Linked DNA regions of Zea mays: region 1 is linked to region 2. The links are chromatin contacts, called in public Hi-C maps. All regions are on one chromosome and are shown on one strand. Each heading gives the region's core, a stretch centred on a gene start, on an enhancer-like site or on the middle of the called end of the contact. The rest is flanking DNA. Distances are from core to core; before and after follow the strand shown. Region 1 holds the start of LOC100280279. Region 2 has its middle 26 kb from the start of LOC100283620.

What was found. Hi-C and Micro-C count contacts between places; a contact is called where the count stands out from the background.
Region 1: a contact with region 2 is called in a Hi-C map of leaf, with 7 times the contacts expected there. The contact joins the promoter of LOC100280279 here to the enhancer-like site in region 2. A contact is called at or near these places in 4 of 25 Hi-C or Micro-C datasets (bundle sheath, ear, leaf and 1 more).

The regions. Positions count from the first base shown.
Region 1 is chr3:204,729,568-204,734,468 of Zm-B73-REFERENCE-NAM-5.0, forward strand. It overlaps LOC100280279, which reads left to right and starts at 1,993. Exons shown (of 12, transcript NM_001361036.1): 1 at 1,993-3,100; 2 at 3,184-3,251. The coding sequence starts at 2,075.
Region 2 is chr3:204,503,900-204,508,314 of Zm-B73-REFERENCE-NAM-5.0, forward strand. No RefSeq gene overlaps it. Among protein-coding and RNA genes, the nearest start is that of LOC100283620, 26 kb to the left of the region's middle. Within about 2 kb of position 2,737, at least 20 of the 20 cell types and tissues checked have an H3K27ac peak or open chromatin away from gene starts, as enhancers often do. A contact at or near this core is called in bundle sheath, ear, leaf and 1 more, where this site is marked.

The DNA.
Region 1 (4,901 bases), core at 743-3,242, 220 kb after region 2:
AATAGGTGATCCTGTAAAATCAAACACTAAATAGCCACAAAACTTAGTTATGAAAGAATTAATGCGACTAAGTAGCTTTGAGGCGAGTTCTTGTGAACAAAACAATCACAGAGAAAGTAACACAAGAGACACACGATTTTTATCCCGTGGTTCGGCCAAGTAACACTTGCCTACTTCCACGTTGTGGCGTCCCAATAGACGAGGGTTGCACTCAACCCCTTTCAAGTGATACAATGATCAACTTGAATACCACGACTTTCTTCCTTATAGTCTTCTTCCCGTTTGTGAGGAATCTCCACAAGTTGAAGCCTCTCGCCCTTACAATATTGATCACAAAGAACGCACAAGAGTAAGGTTGGGAGAGCAACACACACAAGACTCAAATTCGCAGCACAACCACGCACACAAGTCACGACTTGAGCTCGAAACACAACACACAGAGTTCGCAACTCAAATGGAGCTCAAATCACTAACACAGAGAATCAAATGCGTGGAGTTGGAGTCTTGGAGTCTTACGATGCTTAGTGAATGCTTGAGTGACTCCTCCATGCGCCTAGGGACCCCTTTTATAGCTCCAAGACAGCTAGGAGCTGTTGGAGACAATTTTGGAAGGCAATTCCTGCCTTCTGTCAAGTGACGCACCGAACAGTCCGGTGCGCCATCGGACAGCTACTGTAGCCTGTCCGGTGCGCGATTTCCTTCCAAAACGGGCACAGTCGACCGTTGCAGCTCCAGGCCCGTTGGCGCACCGGACACTGTCCCGTGCACACCGGACAGTCCGGTGCCTCCTTCCGACCGTTGGAGCTGCCACGCGTCGCCCGCAGATTTCGCGGCCGACCGTTGGCGCAGGCGACTGTTGGCTCACCGGACAGTCCGGTGAATTATAACCACGTCGCCTTTCTTCATTCCCGAGAGCAACGAGTTCGTCGCAGATGACTCACCTGACAGTCCGGTGCACCACCGGACAGTCCGGTGATTTTTAGTCGTACGCCGTCGTTGAGTCCCAAGAGCGGCGAGTTCACGCAGACCAGCCTGGCGCACCGAACACAGTCCGTTGCACCACCGGACAATCCAATGTGCCAGGCCGAACAGGAGTTTAACTGCACACAACCAAGTCTTTTGTAATTCGATTCTCTTCTTCTTAGTACTGTTTCTAGCACTTAGATAACCTCATTAGTATTCAAAAACAAATGTACTAAGTCTAGAAATATACCTCATGCCTTGATTTGCACTTTTCAACCTTTGGCACATTAGGACTTAAAGAATATGTGTTGGACATCTAATCACCAAAATACTTATAGAAATTGCCCAAGGACATATTTCCCTTTAAAACCCCATTGCCACTGTACTCGCAAGCATCTTATGATTTTTAAATGCTTATTGTAAATGTTCAAAACATGTTTAACCAATTATCTTATTTAAATAAAGTCTATATAAAAACCGTAGCACCGTAGACTATATTGTTTATAGAATAAAGTTTAAATATAGTTATAAGGATGAGTAAACTGTTGGAGTTAATCTTCCCCACGTACCACTATGCCACTTGCTTCACAAATCACAGCATCATAAAGTCATTGATAATTTTACCATTATCATCTGTGGGCTTCAACAATATACCATCCGACCTACAAATTATAGACACTAATGATTTTACCGGTTATAGACACGTGATAATATAATAATAGATAGCCAAAATTGAGGGTGACAAATAGCAAATTTCTCCATCATCACGACAGTGTAGCTGCAACCGGGAACGGAGCACCCTCGCACTATGTAAAAGTGAAAGCGTGGAGCCGTGGAGGCGTGGAAGACCAACGAAGGATCCTCTGCTTCCGGCGATTTCCCTTTCAGAAAAAGAAGCAGCAGCAGCTAGAGCTAGCTACCGCGATGAAATCTATGACAGAGGCAAATATTCTCCAGCGTTGGCTTCGCAACCAACATTCCAGATCAAGTAACCTGTCCGGCGTGCGAGGAGTGGAAGTTGACAGCACCCGCCGCTTTAAACCCCGTCCGTGTCCCGCTAGCCGCCATTGCAGAGCACTGACTGAGCACACCACCCACCAGCTCCGAAGTCATGTCCCACCTCGACGCGGCCTCGCTCCTCGCCCCCTCGCCGCCGCTGGCAAAGCCCCACCCGCGCAGCCGCTTCCTCTGCCTCATCTCCTCCATGCTCGCCGTCCTCGGCGCCTCCCTCGCGGGTCTCCTCTTATTCGCGCTCCACCCCGCGCCGAACCCGGTCCCGAACTACGCGTCGCTCTTCCTCTCCCTCGGATCCAACGACACCGCCGCCTCGCACCTCCGAGCGCTCACTCTCCACCCGCACGTCGCGGGGACCAAGGCGAACGCCCTCACCGCCCGCTACGTGTTCGACGCGCTCTCCGCGCTCTCCTTCCCCACCCACATCACGCCTTACTCCGTCCTCCTCTCCTACCCCGTCCACCGCTCCCTCTCCCTCTCGGCGCCAGGCCGCGGCGTCGTCACCTCCTTCTCCCTAAAGCAGGAGACCTACCCCAACGACCCCTACGCAGCAGCCGCGGCGGAGACCATCCCGACGTTCTACGCGTACTCGGCCTCCGGGTCGGTCTCCGCGGAGGCCGTGTATGCTAACTACGGCCGCGAGGAGGACTTCTCTTACCTCGCCTCCCGCGGCGTGGACGTCGCGGGCAAGGTCGCGTTCGCGCGGTACGGGAGGATCCACTGCGAGGACATAGCGCACAACGCGCGCGCCGCCGGCGCCGCGGCCGCGGTGGTGTACACTGACCCGCTGCAGTACGGCGGCGCACCCGGTGAGGGGTGGTTCCCCGACTCGCGGTGGCTGCCGCCCAGCGGTGTGCAGGTGGGGAGCCTCTTCCGGGGCGTGGGGGACCCGACGACGCCGATGTGGGCATCGTCCGAGGGCTGCGAGCGCGTCAGCTTGGAGGAGGCCATGAATACCGATGACATGCCGCTCATCCCAGCCCTGCCGGTATCGGCTCAGGACGCGATGGAGATACACAGAGCCATGGGCGGGGCCGTGGCGCCGGAGGACTGGCAGGGCCGTGAAGACGGACCCGTTTACCGCCTCGGGCCAGGGCCGGCAGTTTTGAACCTGACATATCTTGTATGTACAATTCGATTCGAGGCACCTTCTTTTCGGCTCGTTGCCTTGAAGCCGGCCTGACGCTGTTGTTTTGGATTTTGCAGGGGAATGATTCGATGGCAACGATTGAGAATGTCTTCGCCATTATCGAGGGCGCCGAAGAGCCCGATAGGTAACTAATGGGTGTTTGAATGCACTAAAACTAATAGTTAATGACTAAAGTTAGTTAAAACATCTAAACATCTTAGCTAATAGTTCAGCTATTAGCTATTTTTGGTAAATTAGTTAATAGTTAGATAGTTATTTGTTAGCTAGCTAATTTAACTAATAATTTTTAGTCAACTAACTATTAGTTATAGTGCATTCAAACGCCCCCTAATTCCTTATTTATCTCGTTATATTGGTAACAAATTCGTTGTGGAATGTGACGTTGCATTCTTCGGTTTTCACACGAAAGCTTCAGTCACGCGGAGTACTACCAGTAGGGAATTAGGAAATTGCATATCTGTGAAGTTCACGCAGCCCGCTCGGGCAGAGCGCTACTTTTGTAGTGCCATCCGTTGACCTTCTTAGAAGATATATAGATGGCGTGTGAGGAACTATTTTCCCTTGCCAAGAAAAAAAGGGAAATTATAGGACCCGGTGTCCACGAATTTTTCTTCCTATTAGCTGGTGGTAGCCTTGTAGAAGATGCACGTGCTAATGATTTGCGAGAATTAATAAGGAATTCATGTGGAAGGGAAAATGATGTCATGTCATGTCAAGGTGTGCATGGCGTGGATGTGTGGTACACTACAAAATTATATAATCATGTAGTACTCCACAACTTTTTAAACATGTTAGCTTATCATATAGAGACCACTTTGTAAAAATATTTACTAGAAAGCAAACTTTTCTTTTCTTTTTGAATTTAATGGCAGGAGCTCTACCTCTCAATTAAAAAGAAAAATAGAATTGAATCAATTTTAAGGAAAAATGGACCCAAAAACCTACACAGGGTGCATAAGCAACCGAGACGACGATAACCCACACACAAAGCCCATCCAGAATCATCGTTGTCAAGCTCAACACAAAGAACGAGCAACTCCGATTCTCCAAGACAGGCAACACAAGACCAAAGGAAACCCTACTACGTCTACACCCACAACACCAGCACCAGGTGGAGGAAGACCACGGTGCACCGTCGTTGTCAAGCCTTGAGATACCTCAAACGAGACAACTCCGATTATTCACCAACGAGACTTCCAAACAAGCATCCGCCCTGCCAGGGGCATACGCTCAAACCTCCAAAGCAGTCCAATCCACGAAGAAGGGGGATTCACCTCACGTCATCGTTGTCGAGCCACATCCTTGGTGTAGCAGCTTCGACTTCACGCTCTAAGTCTGCATCACCCGCCTACCGGACGCCAAGAACCGAAAGCATCAATCGAGAGGTGATGTCATGGCCGAGACAAACTTCAAAAGCGACGACGTGAGAAAGGGAGTGACATCAGAGATGACACTGTCGTATGTTTGAGATGGATTAGGCTTTCACAAATGGAAGACAGTGATAGAGAATGCGACGCTGAGGCTTTCTCTCAAAAAGCCCCTAGCACAATGTCAGGTAGACCCCGGTCAAAGCAAGCAACCTCCGTCGTTGCTGACAACTCGCACAAACCCGACATGGACGCGCAGCCGCAAAGCTAAGGGTGTGTTTGGTTTGACTTTTGGCTTTGGCTTTTGCCCCCTAAAAGCCAAAAGCCAACCAAAGGGCTGGATCCAGGAAGCAGCTTTTTCTAAAAGCCGACTTTCTCGTAGTGCAAAACTGAAAGCACCCCTGGAC
Region 2 (4,415 bases), core at 1,487-3,986:
GGCGATTCGCGAGCGAGTCGTCTGTTCGGATCGGAGGCTCCAACGAATGGGCCGAGAATTCCGAGTGGCGAGAGTACGCGGAACGAACGTGCGCGTGCCGACGATTCCAGTACAGGACGCGGGCAGTCAAATCAACAAGGGGTCGCATGGCCGCATGGGAATGCATGGCGGCGCGTCCCTGTAGTCGCCGCGCGGTCCTCCTCCTCCGCCTCCGGGTCCGGCCGTTGTCGATCGTCCTTTGCACCACCATCAGATTCGGCAGACCGGATGGGCGGCGGCGGCGCGCGGAGAGAGAGGAGAAAGATTCGCGCGGTCCTCGCTCTTTGGACTGTGGCCACATCGTATACACTCGGAATTGCGGGAAAGGATCGGAGCGCGCGCGACGCCGCTCCCATCGCAATTCGCATGCAGCTCTTTTTTCATTGGCTGCTCCGCGGCATCGCTCAAGTTTGCTACGCCTTTGCCCGTGCGGGGGTTTTGGCGGTTCTGCATTTGATATATTTTATCCAAAAATATATCCAATTTAGGGCATCATGAAAACATTCCCCTTCAACAATAAATCTTCAAATCTATATTATAGATCATTCTACTACTGTGTAGTATATTTGAGTTATTTGAGATGATGTCTTATAATTTTTTGACTAAATTTTATGAAATGAGACTCTTATTTCAATTTAATGCACCAGTTTAAGATATTGTTGGAGATGCTCTAACGAGAGTTGGAGAATAATTTTGATGCAGAAAACTCTTGATAGAGAAGATTTATATAAGCGGAGAGAGTCGCACGTGTTAACTAACAGACATGCCAACAAATAATGACGATGGCTCCGTCCAAACACTAATGGTCATGGGAGATGGAGAGGGGATGGATTGGATCGGTCGGGTCGGGTCAGGTCAGAGAAGGAGAGGGATCGGGTCCCGGGGGCCAACAACGAACACTAATTGATCATTATTCCATATAACAACTTTGGTTCTAATAATACAATCTAAAATTACTAGAACACAGGACGAGGAAGCGATCGTACACAGTGCCCCGATCGATGCGTGCTTTTCAAACCCGACGTCGTTCTGTGCGTTTGCGTTTCGGTATTACAGCCCTTGCCCGGAACAGGGAAAGCGCCTCCACAGGGAAATCCGCTCTAGAAAATGTGTTGCCTGGATTTCGTCACGCGCCACCGCCCCCTCCTCGTCGTCGAGCAGGAACAGTAGCCCGAGCGCGCCGTCCGGGTGGCGGGGCTCCTCCTCGCCGCCATCGTCCCTGACCTCGGGCAGCAGCGCGCGTGCGAGCGGAACGCCCATAGATTAACTGCTACGCGCCGTGTCAAGCGGCCTTCTTTGGGTATCGTCAGATGGTGGAACTGCAGGAAATTCTTCCACCCCCCTGCCCCATGAACCGATAGTGCTTGTGCTTGTCTCTCCATAGCTTGCATGTCATCTCGTACCGCTGCCATCGGTAGTCGAACACCGTGGCCGACATGCCGCCCGAGGTCGTCCTGACCTGGACCTTCTCGCCGTCCGTGAAGATCTCGGAGATGGCGCTCCGCCCGGAGAACTGCAACCGGTTCTGGTCGTCTATGACGTCGCTTGCATGCAGCTGCTTCGTGTCCACGAGGCGCGGGGTCGGCGCGCCGATCTCGGACAAGCGGGCGAGCAGCAGGTTGGCATACTGGACCGATTTTTTTGTTTTTTTTTTAATTTTTGTTTACAAAAATTTACAATTGGACTAACTTATTTGCCGTTTTATGACTTATTTGTCGTTTTAAACCCAAACCTGAGCGCCATAAGTTATGTCACCGAGCTCACACGCCTCGACGTCACAGTTTTTAGCGTCGAGCTTATCGACGTGGCAGCGCACATGGCAACCTAGCTCCACGTCACGGATCTTGACACCGAGCTTACCGACGTGGCAGGGCACGTGGCAATCTAGCTCGGCGCCACAGATCTTGACGTCGAGCTTACCGACATGGCAGCGCACGTGGCAACCTAGCTCCGCGTCACAGATATTGACGCCGAGCTAGATCCTGACGTCGAGCTTACCGACGTGGTAGCGCACGTGGCAACCTAGCTCCGCGTCACAGATCTTGACGCCGAGCTAGATCTTGACACTGAGTTTACCGACGTGACAACGCACGTGGCAACCTAGCTCGGCGCCACAAATCTTGACGTCGAGATTACCGACGTGGCAGCGCACATGGCAACTTAGCTCCGCGTCACAGATCTTGACGTCGACCTAGATCTTGACGCCGAGCTTACCAACGTGGCAGCGCACGTGACAACCTAGCTTGGCGCCGCAGATCTTGACGTCGAGCTAGGATTTATACTCGGCGCTCGTCTTCTTTCTCTCCTTATCTTCCTTCCTCCAGACGTCCCGTGCATCCACCGCCGCCCCGCCCGCCGAGCCGCCGCCCCGCCATCGCTCTCGCCGATGGCGGCTCGCCATCGCCGCCCTCCGTCCATGACCTCGACTTCGACCACGAGATTGAGGAGCTAAACCGGCTATAATCGTCGCCTCCGGTTCCTCAACGACTGCAAATCTGCAATCCACCAACCAAAAGTGCGAGCACGGAACAAACCAGAGACGCCGGAGAGGCGGGAGAGCGGGAGAGGTCGAGAGGATCAGAAGCACCAGCAAATGCAACAGCGAGCAAATATTGCACGCGTTTGTCCCTGTAGCACCTCCTCTCTCGGTCCGCAGCCCCGCTCTTGGCCGTGTCTTGCGACATTTGTGCGCGGTGGGCCTTAAGTCCCATCCGTGCCTGGCCCATCCGCTCCGCATTATTGCACGCGTCTCGGTCGCGTCCCTTGAAGCAAGCCATGTTCGCCAAAATATGGTTGACTTTTTTTCGTATAATGGAAAGTTCCTATTAAAAAGGTGACATAGTGTACCAAATTGCAGTTTATCAATGCCGTGTTTGTTTACCTCCAGTCTATGTCTATGTCACCTTATTTAGTACATACTACTTGTTGAGTTGTTTGTATACTACCGCGTGTCGTCCTTTACTCCTTTGGCTTGGGCGCGCGCTCGTGAATCGCGCCGCCCGCGTTGCCTTGCCTTGCCTCGTCGGGGGTCGGTCTTTGCCAACATGCCAAGCCGTCCTGCGCCGCGCACCGCGGCAGCTGGTGCCTGGTAGTGGTACAAGACTACAAGTATAGAAAGGAGTGCGTGCGTGGGCGCAGCGGCGGGGCCGGCCGGGGCATCACCCCGCCGCCCGTGAAAAGCGTGGCGCGCGTACGGGGGGACACGCTGGCCGGTGTCGTGTCGTGGGCTCGTGGTCCGCGCAGGGGAGGCGGGTAGAGATGTCCAAATGGGCAGCCCTGTCCGGCCCGGGCCCGGGCCCGATGAAGCCCGGCCCGTTTTGGGTCCGGCCCGCCAGGCACGGTTAAAAAATTGTACCGGACCGTCTAGGCACGCGGGCTCAATTTTCTGTCCGAGTCTGGACCGCAACAAGCCTAAACGGACCAGGCCGGCCCGTTTAGCATGAAAAAAACGGGCTGAAAAACGGGCTATGCAGGCCGGTAAGCATATTTTAGTGTAAAAAAGCGGGCTTAACAGGCTTAGAGTTAAACGTGCCGTGACGTGCTAGCCCACCGTGCCTAGTTTCTTGTCCGAGTCCGGCTCACTTATTCGTGCCGGGCCGGCCCAGGCCCGCATAGAACCGGGTCATGCCGGGCTCGAACCGGGCCCAAATAACGGGCTTCGTGCCGGGCTCGCGGGTCTCGTGCTTATTCGACATGTATAGAGGCGGGCGAGTGCCCGCGCGGTGTGCAGGCTCAGGCTGCAGTCATCCTGTGATCCAGGAACGAAGTCGATACTCTCTGCAAGGCTGCATATGCAAGGAGGCATGGAATCCGAGGCCGCACGACGAGTAGGTGGTGCGCGTTTATTACAGCGTTAGGCTGGCCTACCGATCTTTACAGTACACAACAGTGGCTCTGACGTACTAGTACGTAGCTCGCTTGGATACGTTGTTATCCACCAAAATCTCAATCCATGTGGCTGCCAGTTCGACCGACGTGATCCACATCCGCTCTCAGTGCCGCCTAATATTGGCACCTACCATCCGTGGAAATATTCGGACAGCAAGTACACGCCAGCAGGATCGCCGTATAAAAACATCAAGCCAAGGCCCCAAGCTGGTGCCCGCGCCAGCGGCGCACGCGAGCTACAGGCAGATCTCATCTGATCGAGCCACAATATGTGGCCGCGCGCGTACGTACCCCGCACGGAAAATTCCCGCAAAATATCGAGCCTTTGGCGGCCCCCGGCCTGTAGCGATTGCGACAGCGGTGCAAGTGGCGCGGCGGCGAGCGGCTCCACCTCGTCGCTGCCGTGGAGTGGGGCATCGGCATGGGCATTGGAGCCCGCCCTGTCGGCCACGCACGGGCCACCCCACGTGCGGGGGCTTTCGGCCGCA